Linked DNA regions of Mus musculus: region 2 is linked to region 1. Evidence: chromatin contacts called from public HiChIP or PLAC-seq data. All regions are on one chromosome and are shown on one strand. Each heading gives the region's core, a stretch centred on a gene start, on an enhancer-like site or on the middle of the called end of the contact. The rest is flanking DNA. Distances are from core to core; before and after follow the strand shown.

What was found. HiChIP or PLAC-seq counts read pairs in DNA pulled down with a chosen protein or histone mark.
Region 2: an H3K27ac HiChIP or PLAC-seq map of embryonic stem cells shows a contact between it and region 1, with 5 read pairs. The contact joins two enhancer-like sites. A contact is called at or near these places in 1 of 484 Hi-C or Micro-C datasets (nephron progenitors), 1 of 115 datasets of contacts at active chromatin or transcription factors (embryonic stem cells) and 3 of 9 other capture datasets (adipose tissue, liver and pancreatic islet).

Annotation. Positions count from the first base shown.
Region 1 is chr17:28,979,510-28,984,651 of GRCm38.p6, reverse strand. Stk38 (serine/threonine kinase 38) reads left to right here. Exons shown (of 14, transcript NM_134115.3): 6 at 452-575; 7 at 2,466-2,620. Among named protein-coding and RNA genes, the nearest start is that of Stk38, 26 kb to the left of the region's middle. Within about 2 kb of position 3,136, at least 29 of the 459 cell types and tissues checked have an H3K27ac peak or open chromatin away from gene starts, as enhancers often do. A contact at or near this core is called in embryonic stem cells, where this site is marked.
Region 2 is chr17:29,070,757-29,075,898 of GRCm38.p6, reverse strand. The region is part of intron 1 of Trp53cor1 (tumor protein p53 pathway corepressor 1); the gene reads left to right. Among named protein-coding and RNA genes, the nearest start is that of Trp53cor1, 5.8 kb to the left of the region's middle. Within about 2 kb of position 2,913, at least 48 of the 459 cell types and tissues checked have an H3K27ac peak or open chromatin away from gene starts, as enhancers often do. A contact at or near this core is called in embryonic stem cells, where this site is marked.

The DNA.
Region 1 (5,142 bases), core at 1,887-4,386:
GTGGTGTTTCATGCCTATAATCTTTGATTTTGGAGATAGAAGCAGAGGGATCTGGAGGTAGAATTCAAAGCCAGCATGGAATACATGAATCTCTGCCTTAAAAAAATAAAAAATATAAACTTATTATATATAACATGCATATAATCATATATAATAAACATATTTATATAAAAGGACAGTAATTCTAACTAATCAGAGATTTACTTCATAGTACTGCTGCAGTTGTGTTGGGTTGAAGCCATTCATTCATTTCAGCAGATTTCAAAGCCTTTCTTACCAGGTTTCTGTCACCAAAGAGGGCTCAAATGTCAGTTTCAAGGTGGTCAGTGTGTGTTAGCAGAACTTTTGCTCATCACAACTAAATATTCAGAACAGTATTTAAATTGTTTAAACAGATATACAGTTTACAGCAGAGCAAGGCTTGTCATTAATCAAATGCATATACCTCCAGGTTGGCCACATTCGTGCGGAGCGTGACATTCTAGTGGAGGCAGACAGTTTGTGGGTTGTGAAAATGTTCTATAGTTTTCAGGATAAGCTAAACCTCTACCTAATCATGGAGTTCCTGCCTGGAGGTAATTACTTCACAATGAAAGGTCGATTTCCCTTTGTTCTGTGGTTTCTCTCTCACATCAGCAATGAACCTTCCTTTCTACCTGTAACTGTGCTCACAGAACTGCTTTCTGTGTCTGTTCTAGGTCCGTAAAGGAGGGCAGTAGCCAGCCTTGTGCTGCCTGCCTCTCTGCCGGTCATTCACTCGCCATTTCAGGTGGACAGGTCTTCTATTTATTTTTCCTTAAACACATTTAGACTAGGTAGGAGCTCTGCCTGCCCGCTGCTTGTTGGCACCCGGCATGGGTTGTCCAGCTGATCGGACTGAAGTGATAGCATTGTTTGCTTCAGTGTTTTTGTTTTTGTTTTTTTTCCTGTGGTTTGTTAGAGTGACTCCCTCTTCACCTATATTAATACCTAGAGTCCACCTCTCCTCTCTAGGTGTCACGCCTAGACAGGTAAGGCAGAGCAGGTGTCCCGTATGTTTTGGGGACAGTCGATGAACCAGTGAATTCTGAGCTAATAGAAAGTAGCTTTTTTTTCTTTTTGGCTTTTACAAAGCAAATGTAATTAATTGGGACATGCTATATTGGTCTCGTGACACCCCTTAGTTTAGACCCAGGGTCACCAGTAATTTTTAACAACTGATGAAGATTACAACACAGAGTTGGCTGGTAGAACACCTTTTTCCTTAAGCACTTCAGTAGTAGGGAACAGCTAGGCTATCATGTGTCTACTAGCCATTACTGCAGCTCTTCCTTAGCTTCTCATGTCCCGCAGACACTGCCCTTTGTATTTGGTGATGCTGGCCTGCAGAGCCCTAAGACCAGCAGGCCTGAGCTGTCCCATCACATGGGCAAGCCCACACAAGTAAGGCCATCCATCAGCTGCTCTCCTGGGAGTGAAGGCTGCAGTGACCTTAGGGTTGGCCTCCCCACTGCCCCTGGCCTCAGGTAGCGAGCGGAGCGAGTGGCTGTCAGAGGGCAGCAGGAGGTGCTAGGATCAGAGGCCTCTCTCTTCCTTGCTTTCTAATCTAAGTAGCTTTACATGAGGTGGAAACTGAACCATCCTTTTAGCTATTTTACATATTTCCTTTGCTTTTGTTTGATTGCTGACTTTTAGGATATGAATCTTACTTTCCTCTTGCTTTATGATGCTGGTATTAAGCTTTAAATTTTCACCTTGCAGGACACTGAGAAGTTTGTCAGTCGATGAAACGTTATATGAGGATAGTGGGAGGTGTTAGGAAAAGGCCCTGTGGTCTTGGGAACGGGCAGTGACCTCACCTGTCAGGCAGCTGCATTCCAGTGGAGAGGAGGGACTCAGCATTGTGACTGCCGCCTAGCTTCCCACAGTCCTCTTCCCATGGGTTCCCCCTCCCCCATGTTAGTGGGGGAACCTTGTTTAAATCTCCCAAAATATTTACATTTTACTCAACCTTTCATTCTAAGGCAGCAGTTCACCCTGTGTGGAAGTGCCATTTCCCTCTAGACAGATGCTTCACAGACACAGACACGTGAGCAAACGTAAAAGCCAAGTGGATTCCCCCTGGGTCCAAAATACTGTCCTAAACAAATATACTTTGTAACTGTGGAAAAATTCTCACTTCTCCAAAGAGGAAAATGAAATTAAAAGCTAGTGCTTAGGTGGGAGATAGGTTTTCTCTGAGTGTGACTTTCTTGCCTTTACACATTAGAGATTTGTTGCTGATTGCTCCCATGTTAACACTGTACATGACTTTATGGGGCACAGCACAGTTGGGTGTAGTTGGTTTATATTGGCAGATAATGAAGATGTATCTGAAAACTGGTTCTTACTCATATTTTACGTGTGTGTGTGTGTCTATGTGTGTTTGTGTGTGTGTACATGCATTCTGTGTGTATGGTGGTGGCTTTGTATCTTTCTGCTTCCAGGGGACATGATGACTTTATTGATGAAAAAAGATACTCTGACAGAAGAGGAGACTCAGTTTTATATAGCAGAGACAGTATTAGCCATAGACTCCATTCACCAGCTGGGATTCATCCACAGAGATATCAAGCCAGACAACCTTCTCTTGGACAGCAAGGTATGTGGGCACACAGCACCCTGCCCAGCGTGTCTGCTCGGCTGGGCAGTGCTGTCTTGGAGTGATCTTTTGTATGTTTTTGTTCATTTTACAGGTAAGTTTGCCATCACATCCTGTCTCTGAACTATGATTCTGTAATTTAATCTAATGTCCTTTAAAAAAAAGCAGGCACGATTTGAATCCCAGCTTTCAGTAGGTAAAGCCAAGCTGGTCTACACAGGGAGATCTGTGGCAGACAGGGCTACATAAGTGAGACTCTGTCTCAAGAAAGTTAAGCAGGGCATAGTATGGCAAAGCATGCTGGTGCTTCCACCACTTGGGAGGCAGAGTGGGGAGGCTAGGAATTCCTAGTCCAGCTTGAGTTACAAGGAGACCTCGTGTGCACACAACACAAATGCAACCAAGTCAGTTTTGTAATATGGCAGAGACAGTCAGTCATCTTCCCTGAGCTGAGTATCTAGCAGCCTTCCTCTACTGACGCACCAGGAGGAAGACAGCAGCAGCAAAAGCCTGCCACAAAGTCCACCACAAAGCAGGGTGTCACATGCACCAAGCTCCCAGAGGAGCCCCCAGCCTCTGCAGCCTATATTGCTTTCCCTCAGTGATACAAGAAGAGTCTGTGCTGCTGGCTGCACTTTGTGTCCACTGGTTTCACTAGGGAGAAAACAGGTGTTATTAGTATTTTCAATAAATCCCGGGGCGGGGTTACTACCTCCCTCAATGGTTTGTCCCTCTCCAGCAGACTGATTTGGGGATCCATTAGCATAAGATTACAAGCAGCTGCAATGGGTGTGGTGCTGCTTCCAAGTTTTCAGCTCTAGAATTCTAGAATGTTTTACTTGTAAATCAGAATGTTTTGTTTGTAATGAAAGCGTCCTATTCCTGGTGTGATGATCTTTCCCGCTGCAGCCTGCCTGCCTGCCTGCCTGCCTGTCTTCTTCCTTTCCTTCTCTCCTCTCCTCTCCTCTCCTCTCCTCTCCCTCTCCCTCTCCCTCTCCCTCTCCCTCTCCCTCTCCCTCTCCCTCTCCCTCTCCCTCTCCCTCTCCCTCTCCCTCTCCCTCTCCCTCTCCCTCTCCCTCTCCCTCTCCCTCTCCCTCTCCCTCTCCCTCTCCCTCTCCCTCTCCCTCTCCCTCTCCCTCTCCCTCTCCCTCTCCCTCTCCCTCTCCCCTCTCCCCTCTCCCCTCTCCCCTCTCCCCTCTCCCCTCTCCCCTCTCCCCTCTCCCCTCTCCCCTCTCCCCTCTCCCCTCTCCCCTCTCCCCTCTCCCCTCTCCCCTCTCCCCTCTCCCCTCTCCCCTCTCCCCTCTCCCCTCTCCCTCTCCCTCTCCCTCTCCCTCTCCCTCTCCCTCCCCTCTCCTCTTCCTTTACTTTAGAGACAGGGTTTCTCTGTGTAGCCTGGGTCTCCTGGAACTCACTCTGTAGACCAGACTTCCAAAAGAGATCTGCCTGCCTCTGCCTTCTGAGTGCTGGGATCAAAGGTGTACACCACTGTTTCTTTTGGTAATCTTCTAGGTGTCTTTGGAAGGCCCAGGATTCTTGTCTTTCTGTGGAAACTTTACTTGCTGTGCCATGAGGGCAGGAGGCTGGTCAGATAATATTTTGTGTCAGCAGTTCTGTTCTGTAAGGATGCATATAAAGAGCCAGGCATGAAGGAAGGCGCACAGAGGTGATGTCAGCACTGAGGAGGGGGGCGGGGGGACCATGGGGCTAGTGCCCAGCCTGCCTAGCCTAAACAGGCAAGTTCCAGGCCACTGAACGAAGAGAAAAACGAAGAGGGAGACAAGCCAAAGAATTGGCTACATATGGTTCCCTTTTGTACAGATATGAAAATGTCAATCTGAAGCCCATCGTTTTGCATAAGTAATATATGCTAATAAAAAAGAATAGTCTCGGGCTGGCCAGATGGCGCAGTGGTTAAGAGCGCCGACTACTCTTCTGAAGGTCCCGAGTTCAAATCCCAGCAACCACATGGTGGCTCACAAACATCCGTAACAAAAAAATCTGATGCCCTCTTCTGGAGTGTCTGAAGACAGCTACAGTGTACTTACATATAATAAATAAATAAATCTTGAAAGGAAAAAAAAAAGAATAGTCTCATATAGTAAAAAATTAGAACAAGACACAGTTATAAGGAAGAAATGTTTGTTTGGTTTTTTTTTGTTTGTTTGTTTGTTTGTTTGGCTTGGGTGTTTTGTTTTTTTTTTCTTGTTTTTTTTGTTTTGTTTTGTTTTGAGACAGGGTTTCAAGACGTGGGCCACCACTGTCTGACACAAAGAAGAAATGTAATGTGCGGTCTCATAACTGAAACATGACCAGTGAGTGATTTCTGGTTGGGATTTTTTTGTTTTTGAGATAGGTCTCACTATGTAGACCAGGCTGGCCTAAATCAACCTACTTCTGTCTCCAGTGCTAGAATTAAAGGTATGGGCTACCATGTCTGGCTTCAATATTTAATTGGTTTCTCTAGGTAGCCCTGGCTGAAATGGAACTCTCTGTAGACCAGGCTGGCCTCAAACTCAGATCTC
Region 2 (5,142 bases), core at 1,664-4,163, 91 kb before region 1:
AGGCTGATTTCTGAGTTCGAGGCCAGCCTGGTCTACAGAGTGAGTTCCAGGACAGCCAGGACTACACAGAGAAACCCTGTCTCAAAACAAAACAAAACAAAACAAAATAACAACAACAACAACAAAAAAGACTCTGATCAGAGCTTCATATTTGTCAATGGCTGCAAAAAACCTTCCGGAAATGTTTATGTCAATTGCCTGCCTAAATAATTGAGTACCTCTTGGCTCAGACAATTTTATGCCGCTTTTCCCATTCAATTCTTTTCAGGCTCAAAGAGTTTCTCCAGGGTGAATGTGAACATCTCTATTAGGGAGGTAACTTTAGGTCGTGAAAGGCTGCGCCAGTGGTGATCCCCTGGAGAAAGCAGCCTGTGGACAATTCACTGTGAGGTTCTGAGTCTAGAAACATTTGGAGTCTTTCCTGAGCCCTGAGTGGTGGCCCATGAGTATAAGCCCCCACACTCCTGAGTTTGAGGCAGGAGGATTGGGAATTTGAGTGCAGTCTGAGCTCCACAATGAGACTTTGTTTCAAAAGGACAAAATAGGGCTGGCTAGAAGGCTCAGTGGGTGGAAATATCTCATACAGAGTTTAATAACTTGGGTTTAATCCCTTGGTGAAAGGAGAGCCTGCTTCTGAAAGTCACCCTCCATGTGTGTCCTGACATGCAAGCATCCCCCACCCACCCAATAAACAAATAACATGTAATACAAGTTAAGAAACAAACTATTTAGTGCATCCCTAGATTTCTCTGACTGGCGGATCTGAATAATCTACTTGTGTTTACTGCGAGTGGCTGTAACCAGTGAACCATCTTCCCAGCCAAGGACCGCAGCTTTAACTCCGAAAGGAGAGGAACTGAGATGGCTCCGCGGGTAGAGGTGCTTGCCGCAGTCTGAGGACATGAGTTCAATTCCTGCTACCCACACAGTGAGAAGAGAGAATCAACTTCTGCATGAAGTGCTTTGACCACCACAGGCTCACGCTGTGGCATGCAAGTTCAGGGACACACACTAAATAAAAATATAAGTGGAGTAAAAAGTAAAAGACCATTAAAACCTGAATCAGAGGAGGACCAGAAAGAGGAGAGAAAAAGACAACCCAGTTGTTTCCCCGCCCCCCCCCCATCTCCATGCTCCCTCACACACCCACACACTGACTGCATAGGGTGCTCTGTGGCTCCTCACCCCACTTCCCATCTCTTCAAGATCAAAATCATAATTGTAATGATAATTAGTACTAAAGTGCTCCTTCTGACTGAGCTGCAGTCCTGCAAACCTGGGCTACCGCGAGTTATTAGAACCATCTAAACATGGCGACCCTGGTTTGTGCTTAGCAACTTGCCAAGCACTTTCCCTTCACAAGGCTCTGTTATAAGTATCCAAGGATCGCTTGGTTAATTTCCCCCTTACTCATCCCATGAAGGATGTACTGTGACTTTCATCCCCATTTTACAGATTAGGAAATTGAGGTACAGATAGAGATGAAGTTACTTCCCAAGCCAGACAGAGACTGAGCAAGGATTTGAACCCAGACAGGCTGGCTCCAGCAGCCGAGCTCTTATCTTAACCACTAATGACAAGCCTCAGCTGATGCTCAGGCTGCGATTACCCGGCTCCAGCTGCACCGCCCAGCGTTCGCACACGCGCAGTAGCTCAGGTGAGCTTTACAAGTACTGCGACCATTGCGTTTACAAAGGGCACAGCAAAACACAGAAAGGCCGAGCCACTTGCCCAATCACACAGCCACAAAGGACAAATTTGAACCCACACAATGTAGCCCTACAGCGTGTGATCCTTGCGCTGAGCTGCAGACCTGGGCTACCTTGAATTATTAGAACCATCTGAGTGTGACGACCGTGGCTTATGAATTTGACAAGGACTTAATAGCCAGTGAGCCCTCTTCTAAATATTTTTATGATATTTAATGATATTTCATATGCAACTCAGATGGTGTGCCTGCTTACCATTCACCAAGCAGCTCATAAGCCGGATGTGATGGTGCACGCCTCTAATCCTAGCACTCCGGAAGCTGAGATAGAAAGATCCTATCAAGGTCATCCTTGGCTACAAGTTCCAGGCCAGCCTGAGAGCTAGCTCTCAGGTCTCAAAAAATAAAATCTTAACGCAGGAGCGTGTAGGGAACTGTGGGCTGGCGTGTGCAAGACCCTGCGTTTTATCCCTGGCTCTGTGGAAAGAGATCATGTTCCAAGTTCGTTGTAGGAAGTACTGGGAGGTTCCAGAAGAAAGGCAAGTAACCCTGGAGACCGCAGAGGACAACAGTAGCCTCTATCTTTCCAGCCAGTGTTACAAACTGTCTCCGACTCTTTACTGTGCAAAGGCTTTTCTTTCTCTTCGGCAGTAAATAGGTCATGTTCTCTACTGCAAACACTGAGTTTCCAGAGTCGATGATGCCCTAGAGTGACCCTATAAATGGACTCCTCCCAGGCATATATCCTCACTTTCACCCCAAACCCACTCATCCTTTACAGCCCACCCCCTTCTACCTCCTGGGATCTTTGAACAGCCCTTCTTCCTCCCAGGGGGCTTCTCTACCTCTGCCAAGACCTGCCAAGAGTTTGACCCATCCCTCTTGGCTTCCATTCTCCACACCCCTGTCTCCAAGTCAGTCTGTGCCCTTCTCCAGCCCTCCACCCTGGGCTCTATTTCCACAGGAAGCCAACAGCGCGCGGGACTTTCTGTGATGTTTGTGCAAGTGCGTAGATGACCTAGATGACCGCGATACAATGAGGGGAGGGGGTTGGAGGCTGTGGCCTGGGAGTGCCTCCCAAGGACACAGGTGCATTTAGAGCAGGGACCTTTCGGGCTGTAGGATGCTTTTTACCAGACAGAACAGTCCCCTGGTATAATTTCAGGCTAGCAGGCAGGGCCCCAGAGAGCTATTTTAGTGAGAGGCACTCTTTTGATGTGCCTTAAACAGCTCCAGGGAGCTAATCCCGCCCCAGGGTGGGGCAGCCTGGGCGCCTGGGCCCATTAGGACGGAATGAAAGGCTTTTGAAGGTGGTGGCTCAAGACAGGTGGTCTTTTGGTTCCAGCCACAGTGTCTCTGTCAGGATGGGTGAGTTCTGGAGTGAGAGATGTATAGACAGCCCTGCCAGATGGAGAAGTCTGGGTGGAGGAAACTCAGGGACAGGAGACTTCTCCCAGATCTGATCATCGTAGTGAGTACCATGCTATGCCAGCCTCCCCACAGGTTTTGTAAAGGATCAGGTGAGATAAAGCATAGCCCAGAGCCAACCCCCAAAGGCAGGCAAGTGTGCTTAAGCCTTCTTTTCTGTTTTCTTTTTGACAGCACATCCCTGTATCTGTGAGCCACGTGTGACTCCCCTCTAGTCAAAGGGGTCAAAGGGGACAATGATTTGGTACTTTGTGTTCTCTGAGTCACTGGCACCCCTCACTCTATCCCGTACCCCTCCCCCATTCCCTGCTTCCCCACCCTCCAGCATCTCAGATTCTGTCACAGGGACCCAGCCACACCAGCCATGTGTCCATGTGAGCAATGTGTCAAATGAAGATTAATTGTCCCAGATTACCTGGGATTGCAGGGTCTTCTGGAGTTTAGGAGCTGAGTTTCAGCCCCGGGCACGCAGGCGTGGTTGTTCATGCTGGACCGACCCAGAAGTCACTGAGTATGTTGTGTATATGTTGTGTGTGTTGAGGTGCAGCTTAAGTGTGATCAGATGTCTTTGTGCACAGTGGGTCTGCTGGTACGTTTGTCTGTCTGCTGGGTTTCAGTTGCTCCGTGTAGGAAGACGTAATGTGTTTGTAAGATACATAGAGATGGGTGTGTACACTTTAGACTGCACGAGTAATGCTGTTAGATGCAGGAAATATGGAGGTCGCACCCCCTCCCCCCAATTCTCTTGGGTGGAAATAAGACAATATGCATGGTGTTCAGTGAACCATGAATTCTCTGGCAAAAACCTGAGTTGTGTTTTTCAAGTGAGTCTGATATATTGGTGTGGGGGGCAGGGAAGAGACTCTTGGTGTGTGATTGGTATAAAGCTGTTACTGGCTGTGGTGATGAGTTCTTTGTCTGATGGGGGGTGTTGCTGAGACCTGTAGCTGGTGTGTGTTTGGCACATGCTCTGTGCAGTAGCCCGTGTGGGCTTGGTTGGGGGTGGGAGCATGAGGCGTGTGATTTATGTCCCTAGTGCAGAAAGAAGTGTTGGTGGTGTCCGTGTGATGCGGCACATCCTCTGTGCGAGATGCAAGGGGAAGGTAGGAAAGGATATTTGGCACAGGTGACTGTGCCCCATGGTCGACGGGCGGGGCACTCCACTTTTTTTTTTTAAAGATTTATTTATTTATTATATGTAAATACACTGTAGCTGTCTTCAGACACACCAGAAGAGGGAGTCAGATCTTGTTACGGATGGTTGTGAGCCACCATGTGGTTGCTGGGATTTGAACTCTGGACCTTCGGAAGAGCAGTCGGGTGCTCTTACCCACTGAGCCATCTCACCAGCCCCTTGTTCTCCTTTTGATAAAGCCACATTGATCACTCCACCGAGTGGCTGAGAAGTCCCCTCTCATTGCCCAGAAGACTCTCAAACGTCCACTCATGGATACTCACCTAGAGATGCCTACCTGGGTCCCCCATGCCCACACTGGAAACAGGCACGTTTTAGGAAATTTCAAGTCTGAGAGTCCCAAACATGTCCAAAGTGTAGGCTTTTTTAACCCTAAGAGGCCTTTCCTTTCAGGGAAAAGGAAGCAAGGTTTATACTGCAACAAACAAACAAATAAACAAACAAACCGAGGCTGGAGGGAAGGGGAATTCCATGAAGCTATTGGGATGGGACACCTCCCAGAAGCTGTGAGAATTAAAACAGTAGTTCTCCACTTTCCTAATGCTTCGACCCTTTAACACAGTTCCTCACGTTGAGGTGACCCCAACCATACAATTATTTTTCTTGCTACTTCATAACTATAATTTTGCTGCTGTTATGAATCATAATATAAATATCCACTGTCCAGGATATCTGATATTCGACCCTTATGAAAGGGGGTCATGACCTACAGGTTGAGAAATGCTGGGTTAAGTGGCCAGCGTAGTCCTTACTTCCCTTGCGGCTGCGGTAAAATCCCTGACGCAGGCAACTGCAGGGAGAAAGGAGTTCC